Linked DNA regions of Zea mays: region 2 is linked to region 1. Evidence: chromatin contacts called from public Hi-C data. All regions are on one chromosome and are shown on one strand. The core of a region is the stretch at or near the end of the contact, and the rest is flanking DNA. Distances in the headings are between cores, read along the strand shown. Region 1 holds the start of LOC100283161. Region 2 holds the start of LOC103627244.

The links. A called contact is a pair of places that touch in the nucleus more often than the background predicts.
Region 2: a Hi-C map of tassel shows a contact between it and region 1, with 3 times the contacts expected there. The contact joins the promoter of LOC103627244 here to the promoter of LOC100283161 in region 1. A contact is called at or near these places in 2 of 25 Hi-C or Micro-C datasets (ear and tassel).

Annotation. Positions count from the first base shown.
Region 1 is chr5:172,197,943-172,204,371 of Zm-B73-REFERENCE-NAM-5.0, forward strand. LOC100283161 reads right to left here and starts at 1,857. Exons shown (of 1, transcript NM_001156063.2): 1 at 711-1,857. The coding sequence starts at 1,689. The coding sequence ends at 985. It overlaps LOC100284064, which reads left to right. Exons shown (of 3, transcript NM_001398972.1): 3 at 1-160.
Region 2 is chr5:173,149,950-173,156,340 of Zm-B73-REFERENCE-NAM-5.0, forward strand. LOC103627244 reads left to right here and starts at 4,930. Exons shown (of 1, transcript XM_008647534.4): 1 at 4,930-5,804. The coding sequence starts at 5,090. The coding sequence ends at 5,635. It overlaps LOC103627243, which reads left to right. Exons shown (of 2, transcript XM_008647532.4): 2 at 1-763. The coding sequence ends at 355. It overlaps LOC100286335 (pectinesterase inhibitor domain containing protein), which reads left to right and starts at 2,641. Exons shown (of 1, transcript NM_001159222.1): 1 at 2,641-3,528. The coding sequence starts at 2,819. The coding sequence ends at 3,358. LOC111188136 (a long non-coding RNA gene) reads right to left here and starts at 2,435. Exons shown (of 2, transcript NR_149752.1): 1 at 1,962-2,435; 2 at 1,052-1,829.

The sequences.
Region 1 (6,429 bases), core at 607-3,106:
CTCCCCCCCTGCTTTTTCCTGTGCGCGCGAGTCTTTTTGACTCTTTGTAGTGCAGTGAGAGAATGCTACGGACATGTCTTTGCGATCGTTACTCCTATTCCTATATAATATATGATATATAGATAAAGAAATATTAACGGGATGTTTAGTTTCTAAAGACTAATTTTTAGTGTCTTCATTTCATTTCATTTTTAAAAGGCCACTTGTAGGAAGTTATATGGACCCGGACTAGGCCACGAAGTGCAAAGTCATGGGCCAGGAGAGGAATTGAGGATGAGGCTAAAAAAAATCTTTAGACCCACTACTAATTCAGAGTACAATTAATTTGTAAGAGCATATCCAATCCTCAATACTTTTTTTAGAATAACAGAAAAAAATCATATCCAACCGTTTCTAATATGCGCTCCCAACTTATTCGTTTCTCCTAAAACCACAGCTGCGTGGGCACTAATGTAGTGTTTGGATGGATGGACGAGGAAGGACGAAGAGGGATGGGGTGAGATCATTCTAATTTGACTCATGTTTGGTTTGGAGACCCAGAGTTAGGGTTAAGAAATATTCTTCAAAAATTGTAGATGAGATCATCCCTCAAAAAATAAGGGACGGGGTCAACCCAGGGTTGGTCCTGTCCCATCCCACGTTGACACCGAACCAAACATACGCTAATACGCGTGATGGATCACTTCCCATGCGTAAACAAAATGATCATCCAGAGCAAATAAAGTCGGCCTGCTTTATTAACAATATATATAAACCCATAAACATCTCGTAGACACTTGAATGTGACACCTAACCCCACATGCCCATCCCATCTGTACGTACCGGCATTATCGGTCCATGATAACCACCGTCCACCGCCAAATAATTCATACAGACATTAACAAATGGAAGGAGATATATTCCAGAGATCACAAAGTCTGCTGCTCTTAATATAACTAATCAATTAATCATGTCCCCCTTGATCGCGAGTGCCTGATCTTCCGATCAATCGTCCATCTCCGCCGTCTTGGTCTTGGGAGGAGGCCCGAACCTCTTCTGGAGCCGGCGGAGCTCCTCCGGCTCGAGGCCGAACGCCCTCTCGAGGACGGCGTCCTTGATCCCGGACCCGAACACGGTCGCCGGGATGCGCACGATGCCGGGGTTCTCGCTGTTGAAGGTGCCGTACACCGTGGCCGGCTCGTCGCCGACGTTCATCTGGAAGTGCACCATGGCGCGCGGGAACACCATGACCTCCCCTTTCTCGAGCACCTTGGCGAAGACGCGGCCGCCCGAGTCGACGAATCCCGCGTAGACGCGGCCGGCCAGGACCAGCGCCGTCTCGGTGGCGCGCGGGTGGTAGTGCGGCGGGTTGACCCCGCCCGCCGCGGACAGGTCGGCGCGCGCGAAGGACACGCCGAGGGTGTGCAGCGCCGGGAACTGCGCGGGGGTCACCGACACCCCCGCGAACCCCGTGTCCGCGGAGAAGTTGCCCGCGGCGCGCACGCCCGCGAAGGCGAAGTCCGCCGCCGTCAGGTTGGCGGGGCTCCTGCACGGGTAGGACGGGAGCAGCGCTAGATCCACGGCCCGCCCGCGCCCGCGCCCGCCGCCCGTGTCCGGCACGCAGTAGTCCTGCACCGCGTCCGGGTCCGCCGTGGCCGCCGCCGGGAGCAGCGCGGCGAGCAGGAGGAGGAGCAGGTGGCGCGTGGCCATTGTTGGTTCCTAGTCTAAGCTAGCGTCGTCGGTCGCCTGCTGGGCTCACGGTTGGTGGACACAGCAGGTCTCACCCGTCGGTGCGGTGCGGTGCAGCGTGCGTGGTCACCGCTGTGGCAGCTGCAGCTGCAGCTTTGCCTGGGGCAGAGGGCGACTGGTCTCATTCATCTCTGCGCTGTGGAGTACTATCTATAAATATCCCTCGGTCCCAAAACAAAACACGTGTTGTTATAGTTTCTCAAGAAGCTAGTTGGTTTTTTAAACTATGATCATTTATATATAAGAAGTCAATATATATAATATGTAATTACTATCGTTAATAGATTGTTAAAATTATTTTATTATTTGAAATACAAATTCCATTAGTGTTTTCTATAAATTAAGTTAAAATTAAGAAAGTGCAATCGACATGAACACTAGCTTTTATGGCAGAGGGTAAACTACCATTTGCGACGCACTGTCCTACGCGTGCGTAATAAGTGTTAGGTTCGTTCCATAATTCATGGAATCCTTGCGACTGCATAGTTTATCCACGGCGCGTGCGCTGATGTGCAGATTTTGTTGTTGAGTGTCGGGCCTGTCGGCTTGGCATCTTTGACTGGAGACAATTCCTTGGGTCAGGAGGACGTCAGGTCACCAGTCTTCGCCCGTGTGGATTTTAGCTCGGCTTCCAGGAAATGCACGAGATATCCTCAGGGCTTGTTTGGAACAAAGGGTATAGGAGGGGATTGAGGGGGCTATAATCCCTTGTTATTTAATTTTGAATAGCAAGGGATTATAGCCCCCTCAATCCCTCCAATACTCTTGTTTCCAAACATGCCCTCACAAAAGAAGAACCGGAAATGAGCGATACAATTCATGTGGTCTTTTCGTGCCAGGAGAGAAGCATTGGGCGGGCCGGACAAGACTTGTTCGTGAACATTGGAGAGAGGGTTTCGATGATGACTTCATTTCTGGAGGTAATAATCATGCGTGAAAATGAAAATTTCTCCCAAAGAATGTTGGATTAATGTGATATAGACACCATTAATATTTAATAATAGTCAATGCTACCGTCGGCCGCCGCTGCCGCCGGCCGGACTGGGCCCGTAGCTCGTAGTAGATCGGACCTTAGTCCGAATATTCAAACGGTCGTGCGTTTTGTCTGTAGTGATGACCGTTCGTTTTCTGTCTTATGGCTACTACGATTTTTAGTTCTAATGGCGTGACCGTTACCGTCTGTTGTCCTTCTCCCCTCCTTCTGACTGCATATAAGAATCTAGGAGGAGTACGCTCTTCCGGTTAGACACACAACCTCTCAGACACATTGCAAATAGCATATCTCCGTCTCACCTTCTACGAGCACAACGATAGTGGGAGAGCAGGCCTCTGAAATCACCATTCACAGAGGTACACTTGCACGTGTATGCAGACGAACAAGTTTTTGAGGAGCGTACTCGTGACTGCTCGCTTCATCAACTCGACCAGCGCTGCTTTGTCTACATCTGATTCTTTATCGTTTGACGTCATTCGAGGGACTGCATTGTAGCTATATGAAACATACAAACGAGATTTCTCGTGTGGCACTGATACCTTAACTATCGGTCTCTTCGCACGGTATTATGTTTTGATGCCGGTTTCTGCAGTATGTATGATCGTTGCCAACGTCTTATTACATGTGGGTAATGATGCTTTCGTGGCGTAGCAGGCTGGACACATGCCCGCCGCCGAACAGGAGCTTGCTAGCCACCGCCTACCGCCGCGTCGGCGCGCCTTTCCGCTGGATATCCCTTGCCACCGCCGCAAACTGCTTGCAGCGTCTTTTTGCATTATTGCCTACACAAGGCAGAAGACACGGTGATTAGAATGCAGCACGTACGTGATATCAGAGTACAACCACCTACACAATGGACACGCAGAGATCTCTTCCGTTTCTGGGCACAGTGCTTTCCATGGGCCCATGGGCTGTAGACATGTCAAATATTCGGGGCCTAGTTCATCTAATGGGCTCAATGCACGGTACAGCCTTCGCAGACGATAGCGCAGGAACTTCCAAAACCTTCTGCTGTACGTACCATGGCGAGGAAAGAAAAGGCGAGAGCGACGCAGCTCAGCTCAGCTCAGCATACGGCGGCGGGATGGCTGATGCGTAGCAAAGCTTGCATGCCTCTCAAAATCCTTTCAGGCATAGCATTTCGACGCCTCTGTAATAATTCTTTCATGACGTGCAAGTAAGTACCTTTCAAGTACGCCCGTGCTCGGTGCTCCTCACAGGCCTGATACGGCGGCGTTTCTTTGCCTTCATGGACTGTGGTCCGTGCTCATTCTTCTTGAGTGACCTATGCCAAAGTTCCTAGATAGTAGTAGCATATAATTTGGAGACAAAGAAAGCAGCCCTCTAGTTGTGATTAGGGGGCCTCAGGCCTGCTCTTTCAAAAAGAAACCTCTCACGGTTCCTGATCTTATTAGCTCTATAAACACTTAAAATAAGCATATTCTTTGCTTTTTTAGCTGGTAGAAAGGACCGCTAACTTTTGCACAATAGGCATTTGTGGTTGTTGCTTTGCACATCACACACTGCTTGTCAATCAAGATTTATTCCAATCTGTCTGAAAAAAATCTCCTAAAGCAAATAGTACACCAGTTGATTTGAAGCTACAAGAATGTGTGTACCAGAGGCCACCGGAGTGTGCAACGGTATCATCCTTCACAGCTGTCGATTCTTCATAGGCCACGCATCGTCGGCGGCCACCTGAACACCACAGATATACAGGAGGTCTCGATATAGCTCCGATTGCTGCAACAGGCTTCCAATACAGTTTTTTTACTGTAACGTCAAGGCTTTTGGCTGCTGCGTCCACAACTGCAGCAGTGACGACTACCGATCACAATCGATTCTTATATCTCAGTGGTAGCACCTAGCTTGTCATAAAGGCGAGCGAGGCGACGCATACCCATCAAATTGCAAGGGTCGTTATCGCGAGAAAAGCAAACACACATGAACGACCAATTTTCTTTTTATAATGGAAAGTTTTATTGAAACCTCAAAATTAAAAACAATACATCAAGATTTTTTCCGCGACTGGCGAATACATGACATAGCTACAAAAAAAGCTCTCATAGCACATGTTACAAATCACCAAGCTAGTTACGAGTAGGAAACAAGAAAAAGGAAGAAAAGAAAGAGTGACTCTATCTTCAACGCCCAAAACACACCAACTGAGCCAACAAGAGTAGGAAACAACATCACAAAGGTTGCTTACAAAGTAGACAATGCCATGGTAACAAAATATCCAACCAAAGAAGAGATGTGAGCAACCAGTAGCAACGACGACAAAGCATCCACCAGTGAAGACATGGAAATCAAGCGCCCGCCAAGTAGAGGGCAACAGCTACAAAGCATCCGCTAGTGAGTCCATCGACAGCCAAGCATCAGTTGGGAAAGAAGGGAAGGCGCCCACTTCGACATAGCTTAATTTTTCTACCTAGTTATTATTATTATTCACCTTGTTTTATATTCTTAAGCATGCATATACTTGTATAACCATATGAGTGGGTTGCTCGATTTTAATTATCCTTAGAGCATACGTGCATAGTTTAAAAGTGATTAGGAGCATGTCACATAGCTCATCAAAATTCTTTTACAAATAGTATGTATACCTTAAAATGATAAATACCTTCAATTGGTATCATTTCATTTATATGTACTAAAGCTTCAATTATAGATAACTTTAAATATCACCTAAGGAAATGCTTATGTGACATTATCTATTACGTGGTATCTTAACCTTAAAACTCTAAGTTCATGTCTCCTACAGGTATTCAAAACTTGTATGCACACTTTCAGGGAGAGGATACTCTATAGTTTGATATCTTTGAGACTAACACTCTATACAAGCTTATCATGTGTGTATTAGTCTAGTTGAAGTAAAATGAAATCCTTGGAGAAAGGCAATGCACTTCCATTACAAATGATGTCATTCTACGTTTGATATCAAAATTGGTATCAATGACTTTTGACATATTATATGCTTTCTCCATTTATATAGACTATAATGACTTGTTAGTATTTAACCACCCCCTCTAAATATGCATATGGCTTTCATTTTATTTGGTATCTATAGAATACTTATTATATATATATATATATCCATATACACAGGGGGAGTTTTGTCGGGGACCATAATTAGGGGTACCCTCAAAACTCCTAATTCTCAGCTGGTAACCCCCATCAGCATAAAGCTGCAAAGGCCTGATGGGTGCGATTAGTCAGGGATCAGTCCATTCGAGTGACTTGATCATGCCTCGCCCGAGCCTAGCCTCGGACAAGGGCAGCCGACCCCGGAGGATTTCCGTCTCGCCCGAGGCCCCCCTCCAACGGCGGACACATCTCCGGCTCGCCCGAGGCCCTGCCTTCGCTAAGAAGCAACCCTGACTAAATTGCCGCACCGACCGACCAAATCGCAGGAGCATTTAACGCAAAGGTGGCCTGACACCTTTATCCTGACGCACGCCCCCCGGCAGAGCCGAAGTGACCGCCGTCACTTCACCGCTCCACTGACCGGCCTGACAGAAGGACAGCGCCGCCTGCGCCACTCCGACTACAGTGCCATTTGACAGAGTGAGACTGACAGGCAGTCAGGCCCTGCCAAAGGCACCATAGGAAGCTCCGCTCCGCCCGACCCAGGGCTCGGACTCGGGCTAAGACCCGGAAGACGGCGAACTCCGCTCCGCCCGACCCAGGGCTCGGACTCGCGCTAA
Region 2 (6,391 bases), core at 3,680-6,179, 960 kb after region 1:
GGAGTGGTCGTCTTCGTCGTCGTCGCCGCCGCCGAGCTCGTGCCTGTCGTCGTCGGAGGGCGAGCGGGAGCCGCGGCCGCAGATCCACGGGCACGGGCTGCAGTGGTCCGACAGCCCGGAGGCGACGCCCATGGTGCTGGCGGCCTGCCCGCGCTGCCTCATGTACGTGATGCTCTCCGAGGCCGACCCGCGCTGCCCCCGCTGCCGCAGCCCCGTCCTCCTCGACTTCCTGCACCACGCCGCCGCAGCCGCCACCCGCAGCAGCAGCAGCATCAACGTCAGCCGGCGGGAGGACGGCGATCACAGCCGCAGTAGCACCAGCGGCGCCGGTGGCCGGAGGAACAGGAGGGCGTGACCATCCGCAGTTCCACACCGCACGGCACTATCGAAAATCCACAAGTTTCCCCCTTTTTTTCCCCATTATCATTACCACTAGTTCTATCAATCAGTACCAGCAGTAGCTTCGGTTTCGCTCAGCAGTCCGTCCGTTTCCCAACAGGAATGAAACATGAGCTCTAGATCCCTCCCTGCTTCTTCTTCCCGGCCGGAGCTCTACATAAAAACTGGAAGCGTTCGCCGGTTTTCCGATGTTCACGTTGGATGGGGAAGTCGTCGTGATCGATACGTCGAACGACAATCATATATTTGAGCTGCAGCCTGCAGCTGATCTGCGACATTTTTTTCTTTCTTTGTTGGAGATGGTGGCGTATCCTTGTCAAGCTAGGAGAAGTAGAAAAGAGACGAGCATAGCATTTTTTTCTCAGAGCCTGGCTGCAATTGCAACGAACGATCGATAGCGGAGCAGGTGAGACCGTGACTCTGTCTCTACTCTCAACGTGAGAGGAGAGTAGCAAACGCAGGAAGGAACTGGTACGCATTGTATGACGCGACGCAATGAAGAGGCGAATTAAATTCCGGGACGCCACCCTCCATGAACCAGCACGCTTCCATCTGAATATTGCGAGCATCGCCCACCTTAATTGCCGCTGCACCCCCCGGCCCCTTGGTCAACTTTGCCACCACCACCGCCGGACGATACATTAAATCATGGCCAATTCATATATGTATATAGATATAGATTGTATATTACGAGCCTTGATATTCTAATAACTAAAGAAAACCCTGGCTCAATGGTGTCATTCGGTTCATCTGAATCAGAGTAGTCTCATACGGTATCAGTGTGCAAACAAATTAAGTTACAGTAGCTAGACCAGTTGAACGAGCCGAGCCGACCAGATAGATACAGGGTCGCAAACACGCCCTAACTGCGCTTGAAGAGTGACCTTTCAAGAACCGAACGTTCCCACATCTAGCTAGCAGGCAGCTTCACTTTCTCTCCCAGTGCCAGACAACGCTCCGGTGCTTGCTTCTGGTTGTAAAAATAGCGAAGCCCACGTACGGAAGGAGGGCCAACGGGATGGCACGCCCTTCAGCGTCGGCATGAATAATGGGACGTACTAATGGGCTGAAGCGGAAGCCGGCACGAGAAACCAAAACCCTCGACGGCCGGCCGGGGCAGGAAGAAATGGATGCAACGTCTACCAAACCTCTGATGTCACCGGCCATTGATGATGATGCGTCCGTATGAGATGATCCCAGTCGAATGTATGTAATGTATGACAAAATTAAACTAAAACACGTGCTTTGCTGCGCCATGAGCTGATGAGCATATGGCAGGGCAGAGAGTCAGAACGAGCTGTTGCCCGTCACCAGTCACCAGTAGTCACAATCGACCAGAATTCACCAATGCAAACTAATGCAGGGTGTGCCAGCGTCAGGCGACTTTTGCTGCGCGCGGCAGCAGAAGATAGCCCAGAAGGATTATGTGGCTGAAAACAGAAACCGTCAAGGGTCAGAGGTTGAAGTGATGGAGTAAACAAAAACGACAACTTTTTCTTTCAAACCAAACCAAAAAAGAAGAAGAAGAAGAAGAAGAAGAAGATGCAAACTTCTTTGCGTACCTTGTAACCGGTTGTTTCATTGAGCTTTGAAAAAGGATGCACGATATCAAGTTCACTTCCATCCAAATGCACGATATCAAGTTCGTTCCCACCGTACCAGCCACACTGCTGCTTCTGACACACTGATCCACGATACCAAATTCTCTGTTCTGCTCAAGTGGCTTAGCATAATTCTCACTAGATATTGGACCTTCCTTACGCCCGCGATAGGTAAATGGTTTCCCAGGGCCACGGGCGAGCAGCACTGAAGTACTTCTCCACAGATTGATCTGATGAATCTCCCCCCTCTTGCGCCTCAATCCCATGGTTCTCGGATCAAGACGGTGTGCGTGCATGAATCTACTGCGGTATTCGGACGAGAATGCAGATGCGTTGATCCTAGTTGCGGCTACTTACCTGGACTCGCGACGCTTCGCCTGCGTTGGATTCAGATGCGAGAGCAGGATTGGTCGATTGTTTCGGTGCTTTCGCTTCGATTGCAGACCCGCAGTTGCTTGGTCTCCTCATCCAAGCGTCGGGCAAGGCAACCGGAAAGAAGAGGGGTTCGCCCCTGCACCTGGGCTGGATCGTCCTTCAGCTTAAAGAAAATTATGGCCCAACCGAACCTTAATGGGCCAGAGGCACGGATAAGCATCGGCCGCGCTTTTTTTTAGTAGGCCCAAACGAACAGGACGGCCCCACGGGAGATCTAGATAACTCTGCTGGCATCGTAGGGATTCATCCTCACTCGGTCACTCCACAGTCCACACCACCAGGCACTCGGCTCAAGACAGCACCGCCAGCCACCAGCCACCAGCCACCGAGCTGTATCGCCGGAACAGCGCCGATTATCTAGCACTAGCAGAGGTACGAGACCAATGAGACCTTCCACGGCTGGCGCTCTGGCCGCCGCGGCCCTCGTCGCGACGCTCTTGCTGAGCGTCGGCGCCACCCCGGAGACGACGTGCGCGGCGGCGGCGGCCCGCGACCGGCGCGTGGACTACGGCTTCTGCGTGTCGAGGCTGAGCCACCACCACGACAGCCCCGACGCGGACACCTGGGGCCTGGCCAAGGTGGCCGCCGACGTGGGCGTCGCCACCGCCGGGGACGCCGTCTACGACATCAAGGCCCTGCTGGCCAAGCCGCCGCCCGACGCCCAGGCGCGGGCGGCGCTGGAGCAGTGCCAGAGGCTGTACGACGCGGCGGAGATGGCGTTCGCGGAGGCGTACGACGGGATCAACCGGCGCGACTACGCGGCGGGCAAGGGCAAGGCCGCGGAGGCGGCTGCCCTGGCCCGCCGGTGCGACGACGCCTTCGCGCGGGCCGCCGTGCGCCCGCCGCCGCAGGTCGCGCGGTGGGGCGAGGAGTCCTCGAAGATTGCGGTCGTCTGCACGGCCATCACCGACCTCATCGGCTGAGCGATGGGTACTACCGGTCAGGGCCAGCTGATGCGCTGGCTGCGTCGTCGTGATCCGCGGGCGTGTTGTCTTGTGATCCGTTGGTTACACGCCACGCCAGCCAGAGCCAGACAAAACGCGGACGAACTTGTGAATTGTTATGGTGGAATAAAAGCGTTTTATTTCTGCGCGCTGTTACTGTTCATCTCTTTGGAAAGCCTCGTCGTTCTGCTATTACTACTGCCAAGTGCGACCTGTATTATTCATCAAGCCCTGCTTATTTTTCCGCAAAGTTCCATAAACAAACAATGTGGAGACTGTTTTTGTTGACAGCCCTGTGTAAAGGCCGCTACTGCCAGCAGTTACTCACGCGTCAGGCCACCAGAATTGGAGGGGATGCCGCTGCGGGCGCGCCTGCGCACACTAGGGCCTGATTGGTGTCTCTCTTTGCTTGCATGAATACTCAATGATTAAAATCTATTAAGTAAAATATTTAATAAACACTAATTATGTAATAAAATTATTTAATAGACATCAATTACATGTAAAAATTATTTAACACACATTAATTACATGTAAAAATTATTTAACACACATTATCTGTTAATAGACACTAGTTATATGTTAAAATCAATTGGTAGACATTAGTTACATTTTAAAATCAATTAATAGACAATAATTACATGTTAGTATATACTAAATATATGTTAAAAGACACTAATTACATATTAAGAGACATTAATTATATTTATATGTTAATTGGAACTAATTAATACATTAATAGAAACTAAATACATGTTAAACTAAACTAATAGACACTAATATCTACTATATAAATCACCAGCTACATAAATTAAAATTATGTAAAACGAGTATTTGAATCTTGGTTGTTAGCTCCACATTCACACTCACCTAATCAATAGAATATATATATATATATATTGTGTCTTATTCAAACGACTACTCATACGATATATAGAACCCATTGCAATACACAAGTAACCCGTGGCAATACACAAGCAACATACGTGTTACATGTTGAGAGACACTAATTATATGTTAAATCAATTAATGGATACTAATTATATGTTAAAACATTTAATAGACACTAAATAAATATTAATAAACACTAATTATATGTCAATAAACATTAGTTATATATTGATGTTCCACGTTTTTTCAAAAAAACAGAACAATGGTAATTTTCCTTCTTTCTTTGTTCTCTGTGAGGAGCCAATGGTCATTATGCATTACGATCTTATTTGCTACAGAGATAAGTGTCCCTCTATGAAAAGTACTACGAATATTTATACTATTTTCTATGAAGTTAAATTTAAGATTTATTTGACTTCTCGAACACATGTTCACATCTGCGGCCCCGAAAAAACAGAAAGAAAATCCAAACTGGCAGAGAAGTGTGGGCATGCTCAATTGGATTTGGAAGCCTTCGGCTACTTGGTTTGCTATAAAGCGAGTCATTGATGGATTTATGGGCTGTATGTATGGAAAGAAAAGATCCAAACAGCCCATTCTATCGACAGGCTAAAACGGTACGATAGGGCCCACGAGTTGGGATCCACGGCTATATAAGGGGCAGAGGCGTCATCAAACGTGACTGCCCACACTTCAGTCTTGTCCGGTTGTCCCATCACAGCTAAAGCAAAACCACCACCCATCGAGCTGATCCTGATCATCACTCTTTTCCCGACACAAAGAGGGCACCAAGAATCCCCTCCATCGACGACGAAGGCGATGGCGCCGCTGCCGCAGGCCGTCCACCTCCTCCTCGCCTTCGCCCTCGCGCTTGGCTGCCTGGCGGGCGGCGCCACCGCGACGGTGGTGACGACGTGCAGGGCGGCGGCGGACAGCGACGCGCGCGTGGACTACGCGTTCTGCGTCGCCGAGCTGGGCATGCACCGCGAGAGCCCCGACGCCGACACCTGGGGCCTCGCCAAGGTGGCCGCGCTGACGGGCGTCAACAACGCCGACAACGCCGTGTACGACATCAAGGCCCTGCTCGCCAACAAGAGGCCCGACGGCCCGACGCGCGCGGCGCTGGAGAAGTGCGGGAGGCTGTACGGCTCCGTCGGGTTCGCGTTCGCCGAGGCGGACGACGAGATCAACAACCGCCGCTACGCCGCCGGGAAGGCCAAGGTCGCGGAGGCGGTGTCCCTCGCGCGCCAGTGCGACGACGCCCTCGCCGTGGCCGCCGCCGTCCCGTCGCCGCTGGCGCAGCACAGCTCCTACAACGTGCGGATCGCTGATATCTGCATCGCCATCACTAACCTCATCAAGTGAATACTATATATGGTACTGTACATTTACGGAAACACATGAGTACCAATACCATGGTGTGCGTCCAGTACGTGGTCGATCGAGTTGACAGGTGTGACACGACACGACTTCAAAGTTTGTACCTTTAGAAAACTTTGTATACAAATAATAATAAAGGAGTTCTGTTATTCTAGTGTGTCGAGTAAAGTTAACTCCGCTCTCCCCAATTATTTTGGCTGCACTACTGGCGCAAAAAAAAACTTCAGCAGAATTATTTTTCCTTAGATTTTTCTTTTTATTTTTTTCCAACTCTCCCTCAAACAAAGAGTCTGATTACATAGGTTTTATACAAATATAAGAAGATAGTTGTTGCCACATAAAAAAATTTTCCAATGTAGGAATTAAACAACACCAACAAATTCCTAGTATCAAAGAATTGTTGGAGAACATTTGGCGCAACAACATAGACAATCAAAGAATGGAGAAAAACGCTAGGCTGGCATGCAAACCCACTAAGCCCGTTCCACCACTCGGAACCTGCTAAGTTGGCTCGTTTGTTTGGTCCCGATCACTCGAGCTCGTGAAACCCGGCTTAGTCAAATTTCAAACCGGATTAGTCGGGTTTTCTATTGAGTTTGAACCAATTTGGTTCGAACCAATTTGTTTTTTGAATTGGTTTTAGATCTATCGTTGATGCGGGAAACTTAGATAACATGTTTTAGACTTATTTTTTACAGGGACATGTATATGAGGAACATGGCTGATTAGGATCCCAACTTA